7 separate regions of the Mus musculus genome follow, and all the other regions are linked to region 1. The links are chromatin contacts, called in public Hi-C and promoter capture Hi-C maps. All regions are on one chromosome and are shown on one strand. Each heading gives the region's core, a stretch centred on a gene start, on an enhancer-like site or on the middle of the called end of the contact. The rest is flanking DNA. Distances are from core to core; before and after follow the strand shown. Region 1 holds the start of Lrguk (leucine-rich repeats and guanylate kinase domain containing). Region 2 overlaps Exoc4 (exocyst complex component 4). Region 3 overlaps Bpgm (2,3-bisphosphoglycerate mutase). Region 4 overlaps Exoc4 (exocyst complex component 4). Region 5 overlaps Exoc4 (exocyst complex component 4). Region 6 overlaps Exoc4 (exocyst complex component 4). Region 7 overlaps Exoc4 (exocyst complex component 4).

Region 1 (3,529 bases), core at 67-2,566:
CAAATATTCCAAGTGCAGGAAAGGGCATTAGAGACAAGAGCCCAGGGAAAGGAGGGCAGAAGTGGAGTAACGGGAGGTCAGAGGCAGGAAGGACAAGAAAGAAGGCAAACCAGGAGCCATGTTTGACAGGGGGAGAAAGGTGGCTTGTGAAGAAGCTGAGGGAAAAGAAGGGGGAGCAGCGAAAAAAGGCAAGAAGTGAAATCAAGAAAGATGTTGGTTCTGAGTAGCTATGACAGAGAGAAAAGCCTAACTGGGTATGAGAGGGAAACAGATCAACCTACGATTTTGAAAAAGCACAATAAATAGAAGCCAATACTAGGAGTAAGGGAATGCAAGGTGGAAGGAAGCGAAGGGATGAGGAAGGACAGTCGGTGTGTGGGAATACAGTCAAGTGGGGAAGGGAAGTGGAATCAGGAGATTAGGAAAATAGTTAAGAGCGTTGGGAACGCTCCCCATAAGCCAAACTCTGCCAACTAGGGGTGAGCTGGCTCTCTCTGATCATGCTGTGGCTCCCTTCTAACCAGAAAGAGTGGGAGTGCTTAAATAGGCACACAAATACCCCGAGCAGAAGTAACATATAAAACGTATACATTATTTCGTCTTCAGCAGAGCATTGGGATTTTTTTTTAAACCACCCTGGAGGAAGGAAGAAGATGAATGGCCCGCATAATTTTGTCAATGCGTAATTTTGAAAGCATTAAACCCATACTGGTACACTGATTTTTTTCCCCCCGTTATAACAGTGTGTAATCTGACAGATAAGAAACTAGGAAAAGAAAGTAAATATTTGGAGGGTTTCACCCCCTTTCTCCAAGACAGGAGGTGAAGCACACGAGAAATGGGGGAATAAAAATAAGCAGCAAAGAAAAGCCCTTGCCCTCTGGCTAGAGTGGAGTGGGCTGAGCCCAGGGCTAGAGAAGGCAGAAGCAAGCTGCCGCTGAGGCAGCCAGGTTGAGCGGCTGGAGGATGCCTGAGACTGGGGTGCGGGTTGGGGAGGGGGGGAGGCACACCTCCAAATTCTGCATTTCGGACTCCTCTGACTCTTCAGATTCTCCGTCCTCCTGTTGCTTCTCTTCTTGCTCCGCTTCTGCCTCATGAGAGCGGTGGATGAGCTGGTGGAGGAGGTAAGAGGAGGCGCTTCTGAAAGTCCCTTTTGACTTCAGACCCAGGGGGAAAGAAGGCCAACGGCCCTGACTTTGTTTTTCTGTGAGCGACAGTATCGCCTGGGCTGCAATGCGAGAGGCGCCCAAACCCCGCCTGAAACGGGTGCCTTTCCATCTCGAGGGATTTCGCTCGAAGGCCGCCATCTTGTTTATACGCGTTGCCTAGGAGACTGACGTCATGGCCCGCGGCGCTGCAAGGAACTCTGGGGGGCTGTAGTCCAAGCTTCCGTACTTGCACATTCTGTCAAGGTCTCCATTGGCGTTCACTTTTGCAGCGTTCTGCTGCTTCTTTTATTTTCCTCTTTACGTTCAGTGGCTAGTGTTGTTCCTTTTTGCATGTACTTTTAATCCCTTTTCTCCACCCACTTTCTTTGTCTTCTTGCTGCCTGTCCTTCTTTGAGCTTGTTCACCTCACATTTGATAACATTCACACAAGCATCTCCAGTCTGGCTTCATTCACACCATCGAACTTTGGAAGCATTTGACATCCCTAATTCTGTCGGTCGGAAAGCTAGTAAAGATGAAATTTAACACTATGCACAGCGCCGTGGGAGGAGATGAGGCCGTGACATAGAAGATTGAAAAGACCTGACTCCTCTCCTTTTCCTTTCATTGTAGATAATGAAGAGAAACTACCAAAGGATTTTAAGAGCTCATTTGTAGTTAATTTACATACCTGTCCAACTCTGAGTCTGGTCCTTGGGAAGAAAAAAGCTAGCAGTGGGACCAGAGGGGCAGATTGGGGAAGGGAAGGAAGGGAAAGGGAGGAGAGAAAAGGAAAATAAATCAAACTAATTGTAGTGTATCTGAACCCCTGTGAAGAGGTTAGTATTCCATCAATAATTAGTCAAGTGACCTGCATCTGTAATTATTTTCATCCTGCTGAATAGTTTTATCAAATGTTCTTCTTGAAGGATTAGAAAAGGCATGGCATTCTGCTAGTGTGATTTTATGAAACCCAAATCCTATAGCCTTAAGCTCCACAAAATAGACATGCTATAGAAAAACAGAACGAGAACTGTAGCAACTATTATTGCCATAGCAATGACAACAGAGATCCTGACAGGGAAGTTGTCTTCATCCTCTGGCCTTACTGGGCCATTTCTCCATGCTTCAGTGACAGCCATTACAAATACAAAATGATCCTATCAATGGCTGTCAGGGGAAAAGGAGAAAAAATTCTTATGGACACCATCCATTGACTATTATCTTTCTTAGTGCTTGAGGGACCATTAAAACTGACATAAAGCTTTCAGAATTACCTTCCTTCATTATCTTGCGGCTCGTAACTGGAAAGGGCGCAATGAAAGTATCTCTCTGCTAGGTTTGCCTTGCCTGTTATTTCTTTTCCTAGTGGGTACCGATTTTGACAAGGGATTTCTCTCCAACCTCATTGCCTTAGGGTCTGGATCCACCTAACTAAGAAGACTAGAGTGTTCGCTCTGCTCTTGCAGAAATTATAAAAACGCAAACCCTATGTGTGTCTTCAATAACTTAATCAGCATTTGTAGCAGAGGGAACTTTGCTAACGGCAATCTACTGAGAAAAATGTTTGATGGTAGAGTTAGGATCTGTCAAAGAATAATTTCAAAACATGAAAAACATGTTTGCCCTACAAGGACTAGAATGAAACAGGCTGGGGAGAGTTTATTTGTTGGAGTTGGTCTCGTGAACTGTGCATTCAGATGCTTGTTCTGTGTCCCAAGGTCACATTTCAGTCTAGACGTGGGCATTGTATTGACCAATGTGCTATAAAGAATTCTCCCCAATCTCTGCTTGGACAATAAAAGGCTAGAGCCCAAGACTGGGAAGGAGAGAGAGGAAGGCAGAACTTGAAATGGAGTAGGGGGTCTTAGGTAGGGACTACAAGGAGAAGGAAAAAGGTAAAGGAAGAAGGAGGACTCCATGAGGCAGGATGGCCCATGATCATGTGGCCAAGAGAAGCTCACCCTGAGGCCACACATGAAACAAAACAAGACTCAGTTGGCAAGCAGTGGGTATATTCATCTGGTTATTAATAGCCTCATTGGGTTGTCATAGTGTCAGAACCTGCCCAGTTTAGGTTTGTAGCTTGTTAATGAATTCTGATGTCTTTGTGTTGTTTACTCAGGAGCTAAATGGGAAGGAGTGTGGCAGAAACAATAAATGACATCAGTAATTATTCAAGTCAATCAGAGTTAAAGATGGCAACCATATTCAGAATCCACAAGATAAGGAATTGTGACATAGACTTGCTAAGTTAGAGACTGTTCGAAGTAACTTTGAGGTCCCAAAGACAGAGCCCACCACTCCATCTGAAGCGTCTCAACAAAGCAAAATGTTACTCTTTTTCAGGAGGATGATTTAGAGAGAATGAAGGCACAGAG
Region 2 (3,859 bases), core at 32-2,531, 260 kb after region 1:
AAGTGATGGAACAAAGTAGGACTCAGCAACAGAGGAATGGATTTATAAACGTGTGGTATATATGCACAAAGGAACGTTTCCAGCCATAAAGATGAATGCCATTGGTGGGTAAGTGGATGCAACTGGAGATAATCACATTAGAGTGACATAAGCCAGTCTCAGAAAGTCAAACGTTGCATATATTCTCACTTGCAGCTCTTAGATTTTATATGCTATACATTATCATGTATGCACATACGACATGAAAGAAGTGTCCAAGGGAACAAAGGACACCATCAGGGGGACAAGAAAAGGCCGGGGAAGGAGGTTTCAGGGGGAACATGCTTAGTGTACTAATATATACTTACATAAAAATTGAAAAAATTAATAAAAAGAAATAAACAATCAAAAAATAAAAATTAAACTGCCATGGCTATGGACAGCAAGAAACCTCAGGAGACCTGCACTGTCCTTACATCTTTTCTGTGAGGAAAATTTCAGAAAGAAAATTTATTTTAAAATATAATGGTGTCTCACTTGAAAAATAATGTGAGTTTGCTTTTGTACATCTTTTGACAACACTGCTGGCAATTCCATTTATTCATTCAGTGTGAACCTACTATGTGCTAAAAATTTCTACTGATCTATGGCAAAATTGGAAAGGATGAAAGAAAAGAGCAACTTTGGTTGGGAAATGGAAAGAAATTAGCACAGTTCAGCCCTTACTCTGTTCAGGTTGCTTGCCCTGGTATAGCTTTGAAAGCCATAGAAACACAGCAAACAAATTCACCAAAGCATTTCTGCAAGTACCTGATAGGCAGCCTTGACCTTGAAATAGCCAAGAGGACAACCAATTCAGAAATGCCTCTTGGAATAAAAGGGGGAAAGCAATTAAGCTCTTATAGTGGAAATCGGGCAGAGAGAAGTGCTGGGTCCACCCAGTGAGCAGAGGTAGGGAACTGCTCATTTAAGTGCAGTTATCTGAATTTGAATTTGTACATATTTGCAAGTGAATACCCACGGTATTCTGGACTCTACAGATAGGGCATCCATCTTGAGAAGAGCTGTAACCATGAGGGGTAAAAGAAGATTGAGATGGGGAAAAAAAAGAAAGAGAAACCAAATAGAAGCTGAGATGATTTTTTCTTCTCAAAAGACTATTCCTAATATTCACAGTCTAAAAAGGACACAATGACGCAGATAACCTGTTAATGAGCTAGCTGTGGGTTGTCTACTCCCCAGGGCAGGATTTCCAACTGACAGAGCTTGTGTGGGTCTAAAAAGAATGAATGAGAAATTGAATGAGAAATGTACAGCTTAATCTTTCAGCAACCCGGATGTGCTCTGGATGCTGGTGGCTCCTGTGGGCAGAGATGGTGAGGAGCTCTGGCCTGTGAGGCCTTTGTGGCAAAGGAATGAAAACCTGTAATGTAAATTCCAGGAAATCAGTTTGTTGAGTTTGTTTGGCCAATTACGGCAATCCATCAAAGGAGTAACCTCAAACAACTAAGCCTGCGTTCACCTATCTTAGGCAGTTCTCAGGCCCTTGTTTCAAGCTTCAGTCTCCAGCAAACAAAACATTCATAGGAGAGTCTAGCTCAGTGTGACTAGGTCCCTACATCAGCTGCCTCTGTGATGCCAGGTCTCTGACTTTTAAAGTCACAGTCTTCTTCAAAGGGCTTGCCCTTGAGGATCTGCATTCCCTAAAGCCTTTCATGTTTCCCTGTCAAACGTCAACAGGAAGCTGGTCCCTGTAAAGCTCAAGATGGCCTCTGGGGTGCTGTGTCTAACCTTGTTTCTCATTCTCCTTCCACTTCTGCACAGACACTTTGTCCTTTTAGATCACCGAGAATCTTGTGTCCCCTTTTCAGGACACTTTCTCCTTCTTCTCCATATACACACATCCAACAACAATGCAGAATCCTTCTTACCCAATGTTTCTCTTGATTCTTAAGGCCCCCAGTGCCTCTCTTCACCCTGTACAGTGCCTGGCTTCTGAACCATCACAACTGGTACTCCCTATCCATCTGTCCCAAGACACTCAGAGATGAAACCATAAGTTTGGCACAGAGCAAGGATTTAATAAATATTGACATTTAGTTTCAATAGCCTTTTAACACAGGGGAATTACTCGACTGAATTCTGTTATTCTTGTCACAGGCAATGGACCAGATTTCCCCAGCCCACTGTAGATGCTCACACTAATATTATGTACAGACAAGTTGAGTAGGAACCTTGAAAAGCATGAAGAAGACCAGCTGCTTTCCTTGAACGGTTAATCTTTAAAGGGTCATTTAACTTTCAAGCGGAGATAGTCTTGTTTCTATTCACTTTCTCACTAGAATGTCCCTAAGCCAGAATGGCAACATACAGACAGGGCAAAAATTACTTAGGATAAGAACCTTGAAAATTCCCTAAGTACAGCAGTTCTCTGTCTCTACTCATCTGGCTGCTACCAGGAATCTTGCCAGATCAGCAATTCCCTCCTGAGAATGATAGCTATCATTTGCTTGGGCTGTTGAGCCAGCTTGCTTTCTTCCCAGTTTCTTTTTCTGAGATGCTCTTCCCCTTCTCTAACATTTAAGGAAAAGAAATAAATCTGAAGATGCCTTTGTTAGCACATAAAGTCAAATGTATTTCAGGCAAAGGCAGCCTTCTAAAGACCTGAGTGACAGAGGACTAATGTAGCTTCGTCCCCGTCAGCAGACCTGTCATAAGTCATTACCTTCTCTTCTCTTATCCACCAAAGAGTGGGCTGAGAGAAGATCAGAATGGACAGCAGCCACTCAATGTTTCAAAATATTTATCTCAAATGTGGCCTGATGCATGGAAAAGTCTAGGTGACAAACTAAGCTGGCCATCAGCAAACCCACCATTACATGATAAAAAGTAAATTCAGACTCCCAGCTTAAAGCTCAAGGCTTATCCCTATATTGATGCCATTTCGAACAGCCTTGCGCTCAGCACGTAAAGCTGGTAAGAAGTGCCACTAGCTGTAATTACTTCCCATGCAGGCCCTGTCAGGATGAAAGCTGCTAGCTTGCTGCTTTGAATTTTATTATTTTATTTTTAAATGAGCCTATAACCTATGAGATGGGTCTCCTAAAACAAAAATTTGAAATAACTAAGGATCCCTATAAAATAGATATTGGGGTAACTATACTTTTTTTTTGGTGAGAAAAAAGGAAAAAAAAACCCTACTAAATGTTTATTTCTAGCCTCTTTGCATTACTATCTATACTCTATAGAAATTAGTTTAAATATAACTATTTTTTTTCATTTTGGAGGAGGATTTCTAAAGACCCATTAACCAAAAATGTCACTAAAACAAACAAACAAACAAACAAACAAACAAACAAGCAATCCAGAATGTAATCTTTTATCCTTCAGAGATGAGACCAAACCTTTAAGACAGTTATACATAGTTGCTCACAGAGTGAGTGTGGTCTGCCTGTGTATAAAAACATTTCTCGCTCATATCATAGCCTTCTGAATATATGCAGATAAAAACAAGTTCCTTTATCATGTAATATTCATAAAGGGCCTACCTTCAAACTAATGTGAACTGGTCAATTTCATGTTTCATGACAATATTTAAAGACTTTTAGACTAGTGCTTCCAACAAGTGAGGGCTTCAAAGAAAGCAATGATGCTCTCACTCACTGTGGCGCCCACACATTCCCATTTTTATTTTATTTTTTTTTTATATTTTTGGTTTTTCGAGACAGGGTTTCTCTGTATAGCCCTGGCTGTCCTGGAACTCACTTTGTAGACCAGGTTGGCCTTGAACTCAGAAACCCGCCTGCCTCTGCCTCCTGAGTGCCGGGATTAAAGGTGTGCACTGCCACCATACCCGGCTCCACATTCCCATTTTTAATGT
Region 3 (4,094 bases), core at 240-2,739, 470 kb before region 1:
TACTTCAACCACAATGCCCCACCCAACACCTCTGGGAGAAGCACTTGAACAAATCCTGGCTTCTGCCAGAATGAGAACTCTGCTCTGTGACTCCAGCTCTCCGGGCAGTGCCTCACCATCCTTACAAGAATATAACTGGAATCTGTGCATCTGTGAGCAGTGCTTTCGAAGGTTGCCTGCTAGGAGGCACAAAACATGGAGCTATATGGTCCGTCAGATACATTAGGTATGTCACCACTGGATCCACCAAGAATGCACTTTTTACATGGGATTGCAGGTTATAAGGAATAAAGGTTAAAGATTCCCCAGCAACAGGCTTTTGCATGAGAGCACTCCAAGGAAGGTCATATCAGATGTGCATTTTTGGGTGACATTTCTGAAAGATCAGAAGGGGCACATAGGATCCACCATAGGCAGGACCTTGTGTGTCTCACTCATTCATGTGTACTCTAGCTCCTGGGCCAAAAGCAGGACTTGAATCACTGGGCCCTGGGCATACAGTTGAACTGAGTGAATTCTAACTTTCTTGGCTTTCAAGTCTAGTCTTTATTGTTGAAGCCTTGATTAAAGACTTTTCTCATTATGAACTGAGCAAGAAACGAGGTGTGGGAGGTGCATTTAAACAGTTCTTAGCCTGGAACAAAAAAGTTGTTTATACCTAGTGCTAATCAAGCAAACTGCACAAATCTGTTCTGTGTGTTCTTTGGCTTTTCTCTAAAATGCCTACAAATCTTTTAGCAGCAGGAAATGGGGAAAAGCAGCACTCAGGGACACAGGAGGAGTTGCTACAGGACGAAAGGAAAGCCCATATTTTAGGATTAAAAACAAAAAAGCAAAAACACCACCCAGCTTCAGTGAATCTGGTGGCAGCCAACTGTGAGACCCCCACCCACCCCTCTTTGTCCCCACTGGACCTATGGGACAACGACGCTGTGTATTCTTCTATTATCAGTAAGGGCTGAAAGAAGAGACTGTCCATTACAGGTGACCATACAAGTAAATTTAATTTTAGACTTCTAAATTTTTAGTTTCACATACATACAATTAAAAGATAGCCTGGGGAAACCAAAGAAAACAGGGTATTAAATTACCCTGTAACCTGATGGCAGGGTAATAGCTGCTGCTTTAAAATTAAGCAAGAGAGAGATGAATTCACCTTTCAGTTTTAGTTAACTTTTCATTCACTATAATTTACCAAATTTATTCACTTAAATCACTTATAATTTAAATAATGTATTCAAATAATTATAATTTAATTTGTTTAGTTAAATTACAGTTAAAATCTTACGCTATTTAAGAATAAAGGCTACTATAGATTTTGTAGGCTTGCATAAAAGCTAGCTCAGCTCTACCACTAAGCAATTATTTGTCTCCCAGGAAAGAGGGCTTGAACTCCATGATTCTGAAAATATCCTACTAAATGCCAAAGGTGACAAACACCTCAGCCGCCATTGGCAGCCAGCTCTAGCTGACCTTTCCTCTCATTTCTCTCATTTCACGTCACCTTGTGTCTGACTTGCTGTGTGTGCAGCTGTGTACACTTCTCCAGGGACAGAGTCCAAGTCTTATACAAATTTCTTGCCGCCACTCTTTATCCCTGTCTTGCATCTGCCTGATCCTGTGCTTAAACCAGACTAAACAATCTACTTCCTCTGGCAAGGTACAGACCACATCCAACACTCAGTTAGGTACTCGGCTTTTCCTTCAGTGTGGACCAGCAGGAAACAAACAGGAAGCAACTATGCCAACCACAAGAAAAAGAAACACACGCCTGTCTGGAACTGTGCACAACAGGTTGCTTTTAGCTCTCCCGCGGGCATTCAAAGTTCTCTTGCAGCGTTGTGAGAAGCACAACTGTCAGGGGCGAGATCGGCTTTAACCTGGACTTACTGACAAGATTGTAGGCAATTATTTATGGTTCTGAAAACCAGTGAAGCAGTCCCTGGGGGAATTTTCTTACTGTATAGTATCCCATGCCTTGTTTGTCTTCTGAAAATATTAAGCATTCTCAGATTACACGTAAATCGATCTCTAATAGAAATACGTTACTAGGCAGGTTACAGACCAGGCTCAGCAGACAGGGAGCCTGTCAGAGATGCTGCCACGAGGCTCCTAAAGTGGTGATCCTCGGGTAAGAATGTTAGCTAACTTCCAACCAGTAACATTGTCTTCAACTGTATTGCTCACACACATTGACTCCAAGAGGTCCATAACCTACTTCTAGCCTTACTAGATGATGTTAGAAGCACACAGATGGGTATGGGTGTGTGTGCGTGTGTGTGTGTGTGTGTGTGTGTGTACAAGTGGAAAGAGCAGATGAAAGCATAAGGCTATAGAATACAGTGACAAATAAGAGGTCATCAGTCTGGGATTGAAAAGCCATCAGAAGGCTTCACAACCTGTATAAGTAACACTGGCAAGGCTAACAAAATACACGGTCAGGCTAGGGTGCAGCTCAGTGGCAGGGCACTGGTCTGGAAGGTGTGAGCTCCTTGGGTCAATCCCCAGCACCATAAAAATAAAAATACACACAAACTCTTCCAGCATCTTCGGTGTAACATCTCATGAAGCAGAACTTTGAAGGGTGGCCCTGGCCTGCTGATGGCTTAGGCACTGAAGAGAGTCGGCACCACACAGCTCCAGAAGACTGAAAAGGCCGTAACAATGCCCACTCGAGTTTTCAAGACACAGGGAGGTGTGTTCATCTAATTCCACTGTGTGTATGTGGAGAGAGCAGATGGAAGCACATGGCTATAGAATACGGTGGCAAATAGGGGTCCTGGGATTGAATCCCACTCAGACGATCACTCTGTGGAACACAAACTAAGGTCCCGATTAAGGGCACTTCACTTACTGACTACACTGAATGAAGCCGGTCTCTTCTGAGGCACCATTTTCACTACATTAACACTAAAGCACCTGCCAGCCAGCTCCGTTAAGCTTCGTCTATAAAGGTGTAGGCACCTGCAGTGACGATGCCCAAGAGCCTAGCATCCCCTGACCCCGAGTCGCCTTGCAGACATGCAGCCTGCCTCTGCCACTCAGCTCTGCTTGGACCTTGTAGCTTGGTTCGCTCCCACGTGCCACATGCGTGGGCCGAGGCGGTACGCAGCATTCTCTGCTGAGGTTTCTTCACCTAGCATGCTGTGACGGATTCATCCACGGTACTGGGGTGTGAAAAAGCTTGCTTGTTTTAACTAAAGCTTCTGTCAAGCCTCCTGATCAGTGATTGATCCCATGAAATAAAGAAATAGGATTTGGAGACAGTAAACAACAGAGTAAAACCCAATATTGAGCTACTGCTCTCCAGAGAGCTAAAGGCCACACTCAGGTTTCTACATGAAACAAGATATCTGTGCAAAATGTCTAGGACTATGCTTGGCAGGAAGCATGAGCTCCACAAACAGCCTCTTTGTACAGCTGTGCCAGGGAGTGCCACTCACAGGCCACAGTGTTACAATGGCGGCAATAACGAAAGACTCATTTCCCCCAGGGAGTGCCATTCGCGGGCCACAGTGTTACAGTGGCGGTAATAATTAAAGACTCATTTCCTTGTATTAAGTTACCTTTTTAAAAACTGGTCGACCTGCTAGGGATGCTCTTGACTCCGCTGCTTACACTGTAATGTTCTGAAGAAAGAATAAGCAAGGAAAAGAGCCATTCTTCAGGGGGAAAACTTAAAATGAAAAAACTCCTGCTTGCAATCCTGCTTAGAAGCCAAGTAAATTGGTCTTGGGGCAGAGTTGACAATTCTGACCGAAGGCTGTGGTCATCATGGCCAAGCCATCCGGGGCCTTCCTGGATTTTTTTTACACCACCCTGGGTCCTGTCTTCTAAGCACAGCCAGGATCTGACTGCAGTAATGCCGCAGTACCAAATACACGAGAAGTTTAAAAAGCATCCTAAAGTCAACACTTGCACAGCTGACATACACAGACATTGCCCCTGTAGACAGGAGGGCAGGTGAATGTTGTGAGCATATTAAAGAACAATATTATAATTCCTTAACTGGAGTCACCACTATCCCCACCTCTGAGTTAGTTCTCAAACAGTTAAAGTAGTTTTATAATTGGTAATGTGTGGTTTAAGGACAA
Region 4 (3,518 bases), core at 600-3,099, 410 kb after region 1:
CTCTCCACCACCTAATTTCTCTAAGCTACAGCCATTGATTCTTTGTAAGTTTATTTATTCAAAACAACAGCACAAACAATTCTTTTTTCTTGGGTCAGCAACTTACTGAATTAACATCAATCATCAAAGGAGACAGGGCTGAAAGGGAGATGGAAGCCCATTTTCTTAGAGATTGATTTTTTTTTTAAAGCCAAAACACACAGGCATAAGCAAGAGGCTATTTACCATCAAAAAGGTTCAACTTAAAAGTCACAGCCAAAAGTGCACAAGAACAGTACTGCCTGGGTTCCCTGAAATCTTAAAAAAGAGTATGTGGTTGCTTATTTGTTTTAATTACTTGGTTTTTTTTTTTGTTTTTTGTTTTTTTTTTAAGTAGTAAGCAAGCATTTGATTTCCATAAGAAGCCCGCCCAGATAGCTACTACAAGGAAAGAAGTGGCTCAGTTGGGGAAGGAAGGGGATCAATGTTAGTGTTTATTAGAGCCATTTTCTAATGGCTCTCTCAACTCTCTTTACTTCCTTTGATGTATTTAAAGTGGGAAGGTTCATCAAAGGCATGTGTGATCAGGGGCTTAACTGTATTTAAATAACTACCTGTGGAGTGTCTGAAAGGCTATTTGCTCTTTAGGCAATAGCAAAATCATTCTTTGAAAAGCTCTGACTTGCTTTTTCCTAGGAATTCAGCAGGAATCCTTTTTTTCTTACAAGGTGAGCAGTGAGCTCCTGTAGGAGAATGAAGTCAGAAGCGTCAGTGTCTCAGAGACTGCTCTAAGAGCTGAATGAGCAGTTGGCTATGTCCACTTTACAGCCTATGGTGTTGGGGAAACCTTTTCCTGCCTAGAGCTTTCCCAGAGATTTATGTAAGGTGAGAAAGGCATTAGACCACGCACATATGAAGTGCTGGCTGTCAACACTCTTTATTTTAGGCATTTAAAAATTAACTGTATTGCTATTTTAAATTAGGACAAGATCATAAGATTTTTCTAATCTTACATAGAAGAGAAGAAAGAACCCCCAAAAGGGGGGCACATATATGTGAGCTAGCTAGCAAGTAGGATATGTGTTAAGACTATTTTCTCTCCATTTGAGGCAAAATTTATTTCAGTTCAGATCTTGATCAGAGTCATTAATCACTCTCTTGTCTAGCATGATGCAGGAGCATCTATTTGGTCTTCAGATGTAAAACAAAAATTTTTAGACTTTGACTCACATGAATGGGGATTATGTTGTAAAACAAAGTTTAATACCTTGCGAGAGAGAAAGTTTACAAACTTATCAAATAAAATTAATAAAAAGCTTTCAATCAATCTAAAGAATAACAAAAATATATATTTAATGTAACATTTGCAAAGTTTAAACCCAATATGAATTTTATTTCTACTTACTCTTGATGCTTTGATCATAATCAAATTAAAAAGCTAATTTTGTTCATCTATGCAATCCTCAATTTCTAACTTGGAGGGTTGATTTGTCTTGCTGCTTGCCACAGGGCTGTGTAACCTATACTGGCCTCAGATGTATGGCAGATCCCTTGACTCAGCTTCTTGTGTGTGTGGATTGCAAGTATAGACATCCATGCCCAGTTTTAGTAAAAAAAATCCTTCAGCTTCCTAATGCTCTACAATGAACAAAAGAAAAATCTAGGTAGAAAAAGCCCTGTTCACACAATGCCTGCCAGGATCAATTGATGATAAAGGGTTATAGTTAGCCTAACACTTGTACCATCCTATGTGGAAAATGTGAGATTTCAGTGAAGCTGAAAATACTCTTTAGGCCACCCCAGGCCAGGGTAAGAACCGGATGTCACACCCAGGCTCCACTCCTGCAGGTCTGCAGTCAAAGCCACACTGAGTGCAATGACCCAAGGTCACCAAACCAAGGTCACCAGAGCACTAAAAGCAGGGGCAGAGAGACACTGCCCACAACTGGTTTGAAAAGGAAAACTTAGGTACTGTATTATCTAAAAAAAAAAAACAAACAAACAAACAAAAAAACCCAAAACAAACAAACAAACAAAAAACCCAAAAACAACAACAACAACAAAACCACCAAACAATCAACCAACCAAACAAAAAACAACAGCAACAAAACAAAAACAAAAAATTTGGGGGGGAGACTTACAATGCACAAGGCAATAAAAATGAAAATGAATCAAAAAGCTTTATAAAATTATGAAAATCAAAGTGTTTTAAAACTTTCAAAATGGTTCATTTACAACACGACAGTTCATTTTCTTAGAACATTAGGAGTATAGGTAGAGTACATAGACGTTGCTTGCTTGTCTAAGACAATGAGTGTCTACAGAGGCAAGAGCTCCAATTGCCCGAGTATTATTATAAAACTGAAGTTTTATTAGTGTGAAAACAAACAACTTTTTCCCAAGAACATTTTCACTAGAGACACAGCATGTCAGGTCCCCTTCTCCCCCTAACCCTCCCTCCACTGTTAGGGAGGTTTCAAAACAAGCAGGAAATCATCAGGGAAGAACAGAGGTAGGAGCGATTAGGACCTGGATTGGTGACATAATGAGGAAACATCATAAACACACACAATGTGGACATTTCATGATGACATACACACAGAGACAGACAGAGAGAGACAGAGTGACAGACAGACAGAGAGCAAGGGGGGGATGAGAGAGAGAGAGAGAGAGAGAGAGAGAGAGAGAGAGAGAATAAGATCAGGTGTGAATAAATTTACAATCGCTACGGAAATTAAATAATTTCAAAATAAATAATAACCTTGAGATTACTTTAATAATGGGGTCAGCATGAGGAAAACAGTTGGGAGTAAATTGCCTTAAATTATTTCCTCGTGAGTGAACACACAGGGTAATAAGCTGTGAATGGGGTGGGTAATTCCATCCTTACATTGTGTTGGCCAGCAAAGTAGGAAATTAGAATTACTGAACCCTTCTCAAGTTCTTATCAAAATGAGAGTTTCAATTAGTGACTGAGATACCTCCATGTTTTAGGACTGGAATTAGTTGTGGAATATGGCAGTCAATGCATGGAGCAGCACAGTCCACCAAATCAGGATAAGGCTAATGAAAGAAGGCTACTGTGTTTTCAATATATGGCTTTGTTAGGTAGGTAGAATCTTTCATTTTATATAATTATATATTATATATAGCCTTACTAAGACATAGTTTATATATCATAAAATTATAAGTGTTTTTACACTTTGCTATTAACTTCAACAAATACAGGGAAAAATTGAGACACTTTAAAAAACAAAGAGTGAAATGATTTCTGAGAACTAGTGGGTATGCCGCTGAACACATTATAAATAAAACAGTGACTGTAAAATAATTATACACATGTCATATAAATCCCAATTCATTAGGTGATACTAAGCTAGTATGTGCTCTCAAACAGAACTATCTCCCTAAGACAGAAATTTAAAATACACCAAATCCTTCCGCATAAACTGCAAGAGTCCATTAGATTAGGTATACTAGGAAACCAAGGATCCGAGAGCACTTGCTGGCTTGAGTAGCCACAGAGTTGAAAGAAAGTA
Region 5 (3,682 bases), core at 680-3,179, 490 kb after region 1:
TGAAGAAAGGATTTAGCCCTTCCTGCTGCTCCTTTACATGTTGAACTTGTACACTTTGTATTTGTCCTTTCTAAGCTTGGTAGGCTTGGTCAAAATGCTCTTCGGAAAAGTGAACCACAGAACAGGGTCTATCCTAGGGTGTTTTGAGACTTCTTTTGTCGATGCAATTAATCTAAATCTCTTTACCTTAGCCTCAGAGAACTCTTTGGAAGAGGGAAAAAACCAGCCACGGTCTTCTCCAAAATATCACAAGAATGATCTCTGCAACATACCAAAATCCTCTTATTCTGAAATCTCTTGAGCCAGGCCTCCACAGTTCAAATCACACTTAGGACCACTGTCTTCCATGTTCCTACTAGAATGACTCAGTAAGTCCCACTTAAAGCATTATATACTGCTTTCCAAAGTCCTCAAATCCACATTCCTCCAAACAAAAGCATAGTTAGGTCCATTACAGAAATACCAAACTTTTGGAACCAACTTCTGTCTTAGGTACTATTGGTGTGAAGGGACACCATGACCAAGTAAAGTGTTAAAAAGGCAAACATTTAATTGGGGCTGGATTACAGTTTCAATGGTTCAGTGAATTATCATCATGGTGGGAAGCAGGGCATTGTACAGGCAGATTTGGTGCTGAAGGAGCCAAGAGTTCGATATCTTGATCTGAAGGCAGCCAGGAGGAGACTCTGATTGATGCAATACCTTCAAAAAGGCCACACCCACTCCAATAAGGCCATACCTAATAGTCCCTATGACCAAGCATTCAAACAGGTGAATCTATAAGGGCCAAACCTATCCAAATCACTACAATGATGGAAACTGAACAACTCCCTACTGAATGATCACTGGACCAAAGCAGAAATACGAAATAAATTAAAGACTTCCTAGAAATCAATGAAAATGAATGTGCAACATACCCAAACTTAAGAAACAGAATGGAAGTGATACTGAGAGTTTATAGCACTAAGTGCCTTCATAAAGAAAGTAGAAAGATTTTGTACTAGGAATTTAACAATGCACCTGAAAGCTCTAGAACAAAAAGAAGCAAACACACCCAAGAAGAGTAGATGACAGGAAATAATCACATTCAGGGCTGAAATCAATAAAATAGAAACAAAGAGAACACAAGGAATGAATGAAACAAAGACTGGTTCTTTGAAAAATCAACAAGATATTTAAACACTATCCAAACTAATTACAAGCAGAGAGAGAATATCCAAATTAGCACAAGCAGAAACAAAAATGGGAATATAACAACAGACACATAGGAAATCCCAAAAATCATTAGGTCATATTTCATAAACTTGTACTCCACAAAATTGGAAAATCTAAAAGAAATGGACAAATCTCTTGATAGATACCATTTACCAAAGTTCAACCAAGATCAGATAAACAGTTTAAATATACCTATAAGCCCAAGAAAATAGAAGCAGTCATTAAAAGTCTCCTACCCAAAGCACTTTCAGTGCCAGACAGTTCTACCACAGAATTCTACCAGACTTTCAAAGAAGAGCTAATATCAATACTCTTCAAATTATTCCACAAAACAGAAACAGAAGGAATATTGCAAAACTCATTTTATGAGGCCACAGCCAGCTGATAACGATACCACACAAGAATTCAACAAAGAGAGAGAATTACAGACCAATTTCCCCCATACTAGGCTGCCTTGTCCAGCCTCAATCTAATGTTTCACGTCAGAAAATAGCCATTTCTCTCCAAGTGCTTCTCATAAAATCATTATACATTTTATTTTTACAATAGAAAATAAAATACCCAAATACCATTTTCTATTGCAGCTAAAGGAGAAAAAAAATCCAAAGTAGGCCAAGGATCCAACAAATGGATTATTTAAACTGTATGGGATAAGAAAGAACAGAGATAGACAGAAAACAAACAGAAGAAAACAATAGCACTGGGAGGCTTGTGAGGAGAACTGTGTGGCAATCACACTGGAGCAAAGCGAGGAGGTGGAGGCAGCAGGCAACACCAATGGAACTACATCTGGCATTCAGGGCAAAGACAAACGACCATAACCAAAAGAGACCACGGGCCAGTCAGTCAGAATCCATGACTAGAAGGACAAACTGGTCCCTGTAACCTCTGAAATCATGCGTCTGTTTTTCTTAAAGCTGTTTTTCTCAACAATTTTGGCATCCTGATAAAAAGCTAAAAAGCACACCCTTCAACTGACTCATGTTTCTCATTTGTTCTTCCCACAACCCAATCTGCTTGCTCAATCCATGTCTATCAGATTCTATAAAAACAAATGTCGGCTCCACAAAAACAGAAAACTCTCTGCCTGCGTGCTGCTTATCCCTCGTGTCTGAAATTCTGTCTAGCACATGGTGAGACTGTGAGAATAATTGCTGAAATGAAGGAGGGAAGAACTGAAGGAAGGAAGGAAGGAAGGAAGGAAGGAAGGAAGGAAGGAAGGAAGGAAGAAAGGGCTCTTCAAATGCAGGAACCTTTTCTTTCTGTGTGCCATTTCTCATAAACAACTTGTTTTCTTCCATTGTACATTATACACAGTTTGCTAGCATTGTATATAATTTTGCCTAAAAGCCTAAGAGGACTCTCAGCGTCTCCTCCTTGACTCAGGGAGGAAGGGAAGAAGCTTGGACCCATCTGGTTCTGCTTTAATGGCTCTGACTATTCATTCTAAGAGATTTCTTTGCAGAGGCTGGGATAGTCTTGCTACAGTGGTTTATAGACAATCACTAAGTTAATGCACTACACCTATACTTTCTCCAAGGACATTATTTTTATGTACTGTACAGCTAGCAAATAAAAATTTAAAGCTATTAAATTTCACTATATACTTATGTAACCAAATAAAACATAGATTCTGAAATTAGAATGTACATATTGTCATTTAAATACTTAATTAAAATGATGTACGAAACTTATCTGTTTTTATTTGCTTAATAAAATACTTGTGTATTACTTTAAAGAATATTTTCTTTTTCATTATGTTTGTTCAAAATATGATCTTAGACTAATTTAGAGTCCACTCAAAAGGCATTTTAGAAATGCAGCGCGCAAGTGTACAACAAGAATCCTCTCAGTGTGTGGGAGGCAGGGAAGGGAAGGAAACCTAGGAGCAGAAGAAATTTTGAAAGTTTGAGAGCTCCCACCATGAAGACCCAGCATGATCATTAACCAACAGAGCTGACAAGCTTCCTCAGCTCCTCTTTTCAGTGTGCTTCCCCCCAAACAAACCCATTCCCTTTCAAAATGGCGTGCACATGAGTGACACAGGAAGGAAGATGGCTGACGGTTTATAGACTTGGAACTGGATTTTCCAAGGACCTGAAGGCTATGCCTTCTGAGTAAGGATGACGAGAATTCGTTTCAGATAGAAAACATTAGATGCTGAAGCGAATGAGGACCTGCCAGTGTCCACAATCAGAACAATAAAGTTTCACTGTCACTCTTGCCTTAACAAATACCTTCCTGCCCATGTGTTTAGCTCTCCTGCATTATTTGTAAAAATGAGACAAACATCGGGCCCACAGCTTGCTACAGCTTTAAGTGATAACTGCTCACAGCATTTTTTTTTCCTCTTCCGGGTTTTTATAACAAATGAGGATTACTAGATTCACTGGGATGAAAACAAATACTTTCTCATTTTTAATACACATTTAAGTCTTAACATTATCTTAATTTAACGGCCACTCAG
Region 6 (3,656 bases), core at 1,092-3,591, 350 kb after region 1:
AGTACCTCATATGAAGAAAAGACAGCAAGAAGATAGAATGGTTCTAAAACAAACCACAATATTATAGACACACTATTCAGGGCATTTAAGACATTTGAACTGTTTGTATACCCACAATCACATGTCACTGTATACATCTTTGTTTCGCATAAAGCTCTCATTCATATTTCTGCATCATTATATATGCCTCATAGAAATACATTTATTAATGCCTCTTAACTAACAAACAGTAAATTTGCATAACTCACTGACAGCAACAGAGGTCATTTAAAGGCATAGCTGAAATGTTTTAAGTTAGAAAGAAATGCAGCAGACCTGCAAGTCAAATCAGGCAGTTAAACCTGAGTCACAGTTACTACTATCTATTTACATCACCAGAAGGGTGGCATACTATTGTACTGCAGTTATTTTGTATTCAGTACCCAAACTTTTATAGAAAATTAAAGACAAAGAATATGGAGGTATGACGGAAACAATAAATACAAGAGGAAAAGGGAGGGGGTGTTGTTGAACCTTCTTTGAAATAAAATGACAGGAGAGAAAAATAACTTTCCATTATTTTCCGTAGAAGTCAGGAAGACAGCTCACAGGTAAAAGCAATCGTTACATATGCCTGAGTTCCATTTCATGAAAAGCCACATGTTGTGGCTCACATATGTAATCCTAACCCCCATACTGGAGATGAATGGTTGAGGCAGAGATGTCTAGAGACCCACAGGCCAGGAATTCACAGCACAGACAGACTCTGTACTATTGAGGTACAAAATGAAAGCCAACTTTCAAAAGTTTTCTTCTCATTATGTACCCTCACAACCAAAAAAAAAAAAATTACAAAGATAAATTTTCCTCAGAGCTAGGCATGAAGGCACACACACACCTGCAGTAAGGAGGCTGAAGCAGGAGGATTGTAAGTTACAGATCTAACATAGGAAGACTGTTTAAAAACCACAGTAGTTACCACACACCCCAAAAGTGATCATAGCGAGGCCAGAGAAGGGCAGGAGAGTCTAAGTGCTGTGACGGGGACTCCCCTGAGGGATGGAAAGGACCAGGAGGTGGAGCCAAGGAAGCTGAGGAAGGTGATCAAAGCTGTTTGGTTTGTAATTTCTCCACCTCAACCGAAGGCTGTAGGGGAAGCAGGAGTCTTCTACAGAGCCCTGGTACAATTCTAAACAAATGTCAAACTCATGTCATGCATCATAACATAGTCCCCTTGCTACAAGTTCTCCAGGTGACAGAGTCACAGACACAAGCTCAGGTAGGAGAGGAGTGACAGAGGGGAATCAGTGCAACAGCTCTTGGCAAGCAAGCCTGGCTCTCTAGGCCTCTGCTCCCCTTGCCACACCATAGCATCCCTATCCACAATAACATGTGAATTACCTGCCTCAAGAGCAGTTTGACACATCAATCCCTACACCTTAAGAAAAAGTCTAAGTTAACGAGATGATGTAAATCAGACTGCCCTGGACCCAAACACAGGTATTATCACTCACTTCTGATCAACAAACATGGAGGGAGGGAGGAAGGAAGGGGCACGTGGGGAAGGTGATAAGAGTTCTATCTTTTTTTTTTGTCTTTTGCCAGTGGGCTCTTCTATGCTTTAGACATAGCAGGTGCACAATAAATACTTCCATATCATATTCTTTTCATCTCAATATTTCCTGTGTATTTACCAAGATCGAATTCTCTTTTACATTTTTTTCCTGAAAGAAATATGCATGTGGCAGATGTTTAACAGCTATATATCAACAGTGAATGAAATGATGTAAGTACATAATTTGGTTATAAAGTTTATAAAGTGCTTTAAGCTGACAGAAATCATGCATATGTAGACTGTAAATGGACATAAAACATAAAATATCTCTGTAACAAAACTATCCTTTTTTTTTCCCCTTCTTGATTCATCACTCTCAGAGGAGGGGCTCCCTTGGTATTTCCTCCTCTATAAGGTAGTTGGCACCGTACCATGCAACAAGAAGACGAAGGGTGTCTCTGTTTAGAGGACACAAATGCCCAGGCAGGTCAAAATGGAGACTTGACTTCCTGTCCTAGGAAATACAGTTCACCCAAATGTGTTCATAAGTGGGCTGCCATCCATGACAACTGTACCCAGAGACCAATGCTCAACAGCGGCACACAACGGCTAGCAACTAGGAGATTTTGATTTAGTTCATAGTTTTGTAAAAGGTAGAATGAAATTTCCAGAGTGATCGGGATGCTGCTTTCTGGGGGAAGTCTCCCTCTTGCCTTCCCCTGGAGCTTGGGTATAGGACGTGTCATGGTGCTTCTGAGTGGGCTCCTGCTAGTGGTGCAGAAGCTGGTGACAGAAACAGGTAGGGACAATGGCACAGCTGCTAATGGGGACATTTAAATCAGCTCCTATTCTTCCCCTGCCATCATGCAAAGCCCCTTTACTGCTCTAAAACAAATACAGCTTAATTCTATTTCCTGCCTGCCTTTGTATAATTTTGACATGTCCTCAGTCAAACACGACCCAGTCCTTCAATCAGGCCCTATTTTTCTAGAGATGAGGAAACAAGAGGAAGCGAAAGCAATTATTGAAAACTCATAAGCAGCAGCTTTAGCCTAATTACCTTGACTTTCCTTTTTAATTTTTCTATCGATTGTCTCCTGCTAATATGTGAGTATTGACTGAGCTGGTGGAGCCTGGAGCAGCCACGATAAGAGCAGATGCCACGGGGAAGCAGGATGTAATTAGGAGGCCCTGCACTCCGCTTTGGAATCACACATGCACAGGCAAGGCTCTGGTTGGTCCCTCTTAAGCAGGGAAGCAGCTTCCTTCAGCATGGCTGCTGTCTGCTGTGTCTTTGCCACCAGAGGGCAGCTGGGAAAAGGAAAAACTACTCCATGTTCTTTGTCCCTCTTTTGAGTTTAAAATAATGTGTTTCTCATATTTCTCCACACATTATCTACCAAAACTCCCTGGTCTATATAACTCCAAGAAGATGAGGTGGCACTGTTTTGAGTGGCAAAAAGTATCCCCCCCCCTTTTTTTTTTCAAATGCTACTGGATCAAGCCTCATCTTAAACAACCAAGTAACCCTGGGTGGTTTATCTGAATATTCATGTACCATTGACAACCGCTCACAACTCTGGGCTTTTTTTTTGCTTGGAGAAAAACAAAAGTTTCTTAACAAAAGTTTCTTGCTTTAGTGTATACAATTTGTTTTTAAATTATATCTGTAAGGTAGTGTAAACATGTTTTAAAATATATCTAAGTTTTCTCTAGCAGTAATAATACTTTGTCATCTTAAATTGCTATCACAGTATGTGTGGCTCACTATGAGAAAACACAGTTTAATAAAGCTGTATGCTAGGTTTTATAGGGATCAAGATGACCCCAGTGAACCAAGGTGTCATGTTTGGTCCTGTTTTATTTTATCTTCTTTAGAAACCCTGGGAAGCAACCAAGTAGTAACAATTAGCAATGCTTAATGGACTTTGAATACAGCTGCGAAAACTGTTAATTAAGCAAAATGTAAGCATGGGTGAAACTCTATAGGAATGGAAAGAAAAATATGAATGAAAAAACGCTAGGCAGAAACATGAAGAAAAGTGGAAGGCTAAAGACAGACACAGCATAGACAGAGCTGGGAAATGAGAGTCTTGAAATGTTAACACAGCCACAGGAATGA
Region 7 (3,718 bases), core at 444-2,943, 310 kb after region 1:
ATTCATACGCTGTCCACAGAAAGCAAACTGAATCATATGAAAAACAACCAGATATTTCATAATTCCTAGCACCCACATGATGACTCACAATGTCCTAAAGGATCAAACACTCGCTTCTGGCTTCCAAGGGCCATATGTGTGTGAGTGTGTGTGTGTATACACTATTAGGAAGAAGCTAAATGTATACACACACACACATATGTGTATATATATATATACACTCATATACATGTATATATGTGTATATATATGTATATATATATGTGTGTGAATATATGTGTATATATATGTGTGTATGTATGTATGTATATATATATATATATACATATATATATATATATATACATACATATATATATATCTCAGACACACATGTAGGTAAAACAGCCATATACATTAAATAAGTAAATAAATAAAAATACTTTGCTGAATGCTATGATATCAAGTACCATCAGAATGAATATGAGCTTCACTTCTAGTCTTCCTAGAACCTCTATGAGACTGATATCACTTTTCTATGTATGTGTTTTTGTGTTTATTTGTATGTACTCTTACATTACTCCTGTTTTAGTCTTCTAAGTGTTGGGATTACAGACATGTACCACAAGGCCCAATCACATTATTCTCATTTTAAAGATGAAGTACAGTAGTTTGCTGAAAGCCACTAGGGAATTGAAGGACACAGCTTGAATTTAAACCCTGGTCTGTCTTGATATTTGAGTCTTTCCACTCTGGCATGATTCTCTCCCATGCCTCAGGCTTGTGACTAGGGTAGAATCCATTAGTGTCATGCCCTTTAAGCCAGGAAATAGGTCTCCAGAACCTTATTTTGTCCTGTATAGTCCACACAATGCAATCAGACTTTGATATCACTATAGTCTCTCTGCATGTTCAATTATGGTTATTTACTCTAGTCCTAGGAACATTTAATCTAAAGTAGCAGTCTTCCTTGGCATTCATTTAAAATATTTTAGGTCTATTATAATGTGACTTGCCCTAGGCTCTACTTCTGCTAAGGGTAATGCTGTGAAGAGGGCTCCCATGTTGGGATCATTTTTCTGCCCTTATTTGAAATTTCTCCTCTGACAGCTTTCTCCCTGCCTGTGCCGAGTCTCATCTGTTCAGGCAGATTCTGCAGAAGAGGCTCCTTGTAGAGTGAAATCGACATGCAGGGAGCATCAGATAATTTCTAATTGAATTTTGCATCACTTCCATTAATGTTAATGCCCTTAAGGCCCCAAAGATGGGTGTATGTGTGTGATCTGAAATAATCCAACAGTTTTCCAAAACCAAGGAAGGATATTTGCTTATTTGTAAGCCCAGGGGCCCAAGCATCTAACTAGTATGAATCCTAGAATGCTTGCATACCCTCAGAGGTTACATTTATTTTAGGAAACCTAGATATGCAGAAACATTTTATTTCCTAATGTAGCATTTTGACAAATAACTAGTAGTCAGGATTGATGAATTCCTCTGAGCTATGAAAGTTAACATGGTTTAAACAAAAGCTTAAGAGATACTGGTTTCAGTAAACACTATAATTCAGTTATGATACTTGGCAGCCTTCTGTTGCAGAGCCAACTTGGCTGTCCTCATCCCTAATACAAATAAGTAGAAAAACACCTCAAGAGCTAGGAGGACAAAGGCACAGCTCTAATAGGAAACAGAAACCACAAGGTTATAATTAACATCAGCATAGGTTGCTGCTGACACAACAAGACTATCGTGCTGTCATTCATCACACAGCTTGTCGGGAAGGAAGCCTTGTTTGTGTTTGCAGCTGGTAGAACTAAAGATAAGTCAGACAACATGCCCGGGCATAAGGGCTGTGACCAAGCCAAGAGTACAGTTGGGAATTTCAGCCCAGGTTTCTACCGGTCCAGTCTAATGACCATGATGAATCAGGTATGGACCTCATGGAAATGCAGAAAATTCTCTACATATATACCAAGTACCCCAAAAGATTTGAGTATATGGGTTTTGAGGGCTGCTATCATCAAGGTTTAGCCTAGTTATTGAATGGATCAGTGAACTTTTGAAAGAAAAGACTGTCTATCCTCCTTGCTATTCCAGTATTTACATTCTGCAGACAAAGAAACAATCCTAGAGAAGGGAAATGACATCCTCAAGAAATGGAAGTTGTACATGTCAAACACAGACCCTACGCTCAAGTCTACCAACTCTTGCTGTATTGTTCGTAGGGGAGGAAAGGGTTTATTTAGCTTACATTTCCACATCATAGTCCATCACTGAAGGAAGGCAGGGCAGGAACCTAGAGGCAAGATGCAGAGTGCATGGAGGGTGTTGTGTACTGGCTTGCTCCCCGTGGCTTGTCCAGCATGCTTTCTTATAGAGTCCAGGACCACCAGCTCAGGGATGACTCCACCTGCAATGGGCTGGGCTCTATAGACTTTCCTACAGCTCAGTCTTATAGAGGCCTTTTCTCAATTGGGGGTTCCCTCCTCTCAGATGACTCTAGCTTATGTCAAGATGTCATAAAATAAGCCAGCACAGTGACCCAGAAGGTTTTGGGGACTCTCAGACCTCCATGTCCCCTCATTCAGGGGATTGCTGTGATTACAGACATGCAGTATTCTGTCTTTTGTCTGGGTTCTGTGGATTTGAACTCAGGCCCTCATGCTTCTGTGACAAAAGCCCTTCACCCACTAAACCATAAATAGCTTCAGACTTGTGCTTTTAGATGATGTACCACAGAAAAAATCCTTAAAAATTGACATTAGTTTTTAGAACCAAAGCATGGTGGGAACATAGGAATTGTAATCTACTATTGTGAGAGTGGCTGATTATGCATGGCCTTGTGACTCTACAGCAATGAAAGGTCATCTTTCCAGCTTTGTGAGCAGTCAATATGAAGCTCAGGTTAGAACAAGAGTTTTCTCTAGTGCATTCAATTCTCATTTTCAATTTTAGCCAACAAAGGTTAATTCTCAATTTAAAAATATATCACCATGCTAATGTAAGCTGTTGTCATTGTGGATATTCCTGACAGATCACCAAATGAGAGAATCTGCTGTGGGGTGTAGGATTTACAGGTCCTGTAGATCTTTGGAGGTTTGTGACAGGCCATGATTTCTTAGATACTCCTTGCCAAGGACTGGGTATGGCATGTCTTGTAGAAACTGAGTCATTTCCACCCAATCTGGGATCTTATTATAGTAGAATTCTGGGAAAGAAAAGGAGACATGACACACAAGATTTATTTGTGCAAAACTCTTTTGATGGACTTCTGTTGAATCCGGGAGTGTTTTCAAGCCTTAGTGAAAAGGCTGTCTCTCTATTAATATGAAAAGCCAGCTAAAATATGTTTAATGACAAATTCTCACTGTAACACATAGACGGGGCTGCTCATATTGTTCATGTTTCCCTTTCTAGATTTAGAAAAACAAAACAAAATTTTATTGGTGTGGCAATTCTGACAAATTATATGATCAAATTGTAATTAAAAGGTTCTTAGAAAGCAACTAAAGGAACAAAGACTTATTTCAAATATGAAGAAAGTGGGATTTTAGAAAGCATATTAACTCTAAATGCTAAGATATTAGGCGATACTTTGATCAACAGAGATGAAAATACAGCTGGCTGTCAAGCACTGCTAGTGACTATTAGTTCTAACATTCCCCTATCACTAAGTGGCTGCTTTTCCTAGTTCCCCCTAAATATACTAATGTCTCCAGGGCAAACTATGGGGATGAGTCTC

The links. Promoter capture Hi-C pulls out the DNA fragments that hold promoters and counts their contacts. A called contact is a pair of places that touch in the nucleus more often than the background predicts.
Region 2: a Hi-C map of the N1E-115 cell line shows a contact between it and region 1, with 2.7 times the contacts expected there. The contact joins the enhancer-like site here to the promoter of Lrguk in region 1. A contact is called at or near these places in 2 of 39 promoter capture datasets (hippocampal neurons and stem cell-derived epiblast-like cells), 3 of 484 Hi-C or Micro-C datasets (the HL-1 cell line, the N1E-115 cell line and embryonic stem cells), 2 of 115 datasets of contacts at active chromatin or transcription factors (both in embryonic stem cells) and 1 of 9 other capture datasets (embryonic stem cells).
Region 3: a contact with region 1 is called in a promoter capture Hi-C map of the HPC-7 cell line, with 3 times the contacts expected there. The contact joins the enhancer-like site here to the promoter of Lrguk in region 1. A contact is called at or near these places in 3 of 39 promoter capture datasets (the HPC-7 cell line, HPC-7-derived erythroid cells and stem cell-derived epiblast-like cells) and 2 of 484 Hi-C or Micro-C datasets (the HPC-7 cell line and regulatory T cells).
Region 4: a contact with region 1 is called in a promoter capture Hi-C map of embryonic stem cells, with 4 times the contacts expected there. The contact joins the enhancer-like site here to the promoter of Lrguk in region 1. A contact is called at or near these places in 6 of 39 promoter capture datasets (the 3T3-L1 cell line, the C10 cell line, embryonic stem cells and 2 more), 1 of 15 datasets of contacts at CTCF or cohesin (the NIH/3T3 cell line) and 1 of 9 other capture datasets (adipose tissue).
Region 5: a contact with region 1 is called in a promoter capture Hi-C map of hippocampal neurons, with 4 times the contacts expected there. The contact joins the enhancer-like site here to the promoter of Lrguk in region 1. A contact is called at or near these places in 5 of 39 promoter capture datasets (the 3T3-L1 cell line, the C10 cell line, hippocampal neurons and 2 more).
Region 6: a contact with region 1 is called in a promoter capture Hi-C map of hippocampal neurons, with 3 times the contacts expected there. The contact joins the enhancer-like site here to the promoter of Lrguk in region 1. A contact is called at or near these places in 10 of 39 promoter capture datasets (the 3T3-L1 cell line, the C10 cell line, the HPC-7 cell line and 7 more), 7 of 484 Hi-C or Micro-C datasets (the HL-1 cell line, the N1E-115 cell line, cerebral cortex and 4 more), 2 of 115 datasets of contacts at active chromatin or transcription factors (astrocytes and embryonic forebrain) and 1 of 9 other capture datasets (macrophages).
Region 7: a contact with region 1 is called in a promoter capture Hi-C map of the 3T3-L1 cell line, with 3 times the contacts expected there. The contact joins the enhancer-like site here to the promoter of Lrguk in region 1. A contact is called at or near these places in 4 of 39 promoter capture datasets (the 3T3-L1 cell line, cranial neural crest, hippocampal neurons and 1 more), 2 of 484 Hi-C or Micro-C datasets (embryonic fibroblasts and olfactory sensory neurons) and 1 of 9 other capture datasets (adipose tissue).

The regions. Positions count from the first base shown.
Region 1 is chr6:34,027,235-34,030,763 of GRCm38.p6, reverse strand. Lrguk (leucine-rich repeats and guanylate kinase domain containing) reads right to left here and starts at 1,316. Exons shown (of 20, transcript NM_028886.1): 1 at 1,011-1,316. The coding sequence starts at 1,307. Gm38786 (a long non-coding RNA gene) reads left to right here and starts at 1,040. Exons shown (of 4, transcript XR_868961.1): 1 at 1,040-1,124.
Region 2 is chr6:33,767,258-33,771,116 of GRCm38.p6, reverse strand. The region is part of intron 11 of Exoc4 (exocyst complex component 4); the gene reads right to left. Among named protein-coding and RNA genes, the nearest start is that of Gm13853, 220 kb to the left of the region's middle. Within about 2 kb of position 1,281, at least 19 of the 459 cell types and tissues checked have an H3K27ac peak or open chromatin away from gene starts, as enhancers often do. A contact at or near this core is called in the N1E-115 cell line and embryonic stem cells, where this site is marked.
Region 3 is chr6:34,492,871-34,496,964 of GRCm38.p6, reverse strand. The region is part of intron 2 of Bpgm (2,3-bisphosphoglycerate mutase); the gene reads right to left. Among named protein-coding and RNA genes, the nearest start is that of Gm52898, 17 kb to the left of the region's middle. Within about 2 kb of position 1,489, at least 68 of the 459 cell types and tissues checked have an H3K27ac peak or open chromatin away from gene starts, as enhancers often do. A contact at or near this core is called in the HPC-7 cell line and regulatory T cells, where this site is marked.
Region 4 is chr6:33,619,227-33,622,744 of GRCm38.p6, reverse strand. All of the region lies in intron 10 of Exoc4 (exocyst complex component 4), which reads right to left. Among named protein-coding and RNA genes, the nearest start is that of Gm38785, 180 kb to the right of the region's middle. Within about 2 kb of position 1,849, at least 7 of the 459 cell types and tissues checked have an H3K27ac peak or open chromatin away from gene starts, as enhancers often do. A contact at or near this core is called in embryonic stem cells, where this site is marked.
Region 5 is chr6:33,541,443-33,545,124 of GRCm38.p6, reverse strand. The region is part of intron 9 of Exoc4 (exocyst complex component 4); the gene reads right to left. Among named protein-coding and RNA genes, the nearest start is that of Gm38785, 100 kb to the right of the region's middle. Within about 2 kb of position 1,929, at least 13 of the 459 cell types and tissues checked have an H3K27ac peak or open chromatin away from gene starts, as enhancers often do. A contact at or near this core is called in hippocampal neurons, where this site is marked.
Region 6 is chr6:33,681,111-33,684,766 of GRCm38.p6, reverse strand. All of the region lies in intron 10 of Exoc4 (exocyst complex component 4), which reads right to left. Among named protein-coding and RNA genes, the nearest start is that of Gm38785, 240 kb to the right of the region's middle. Within about 2 kb of position 2,341, at least 64 of the 459 cell types and tissues checked have an H3K27ac peak or open chromatin away from gene starts, as enhancers often do. A contact at or near this core is called in the HPC-7 cell line, the N1E-115 cell line, cerebral cortex and 3 more, where this site is marked.
Region 7 is chr6:33,719,371-33,723,088 of GRCm38.p6, reverse strand. All of the region lies in intron 10 of Exoc4 (exocyst complex component 4), which reads right to left. Among named protein-coding and RNA genes, the nearest start is that of Gm13853, 270 kb to the left of the region's middle. Within about 2 kb of position 1,693, at least 15 of the 459 cell types and tissues checked have an H3K27ac peak or open chromatin away from gene starts, as enhancers often do.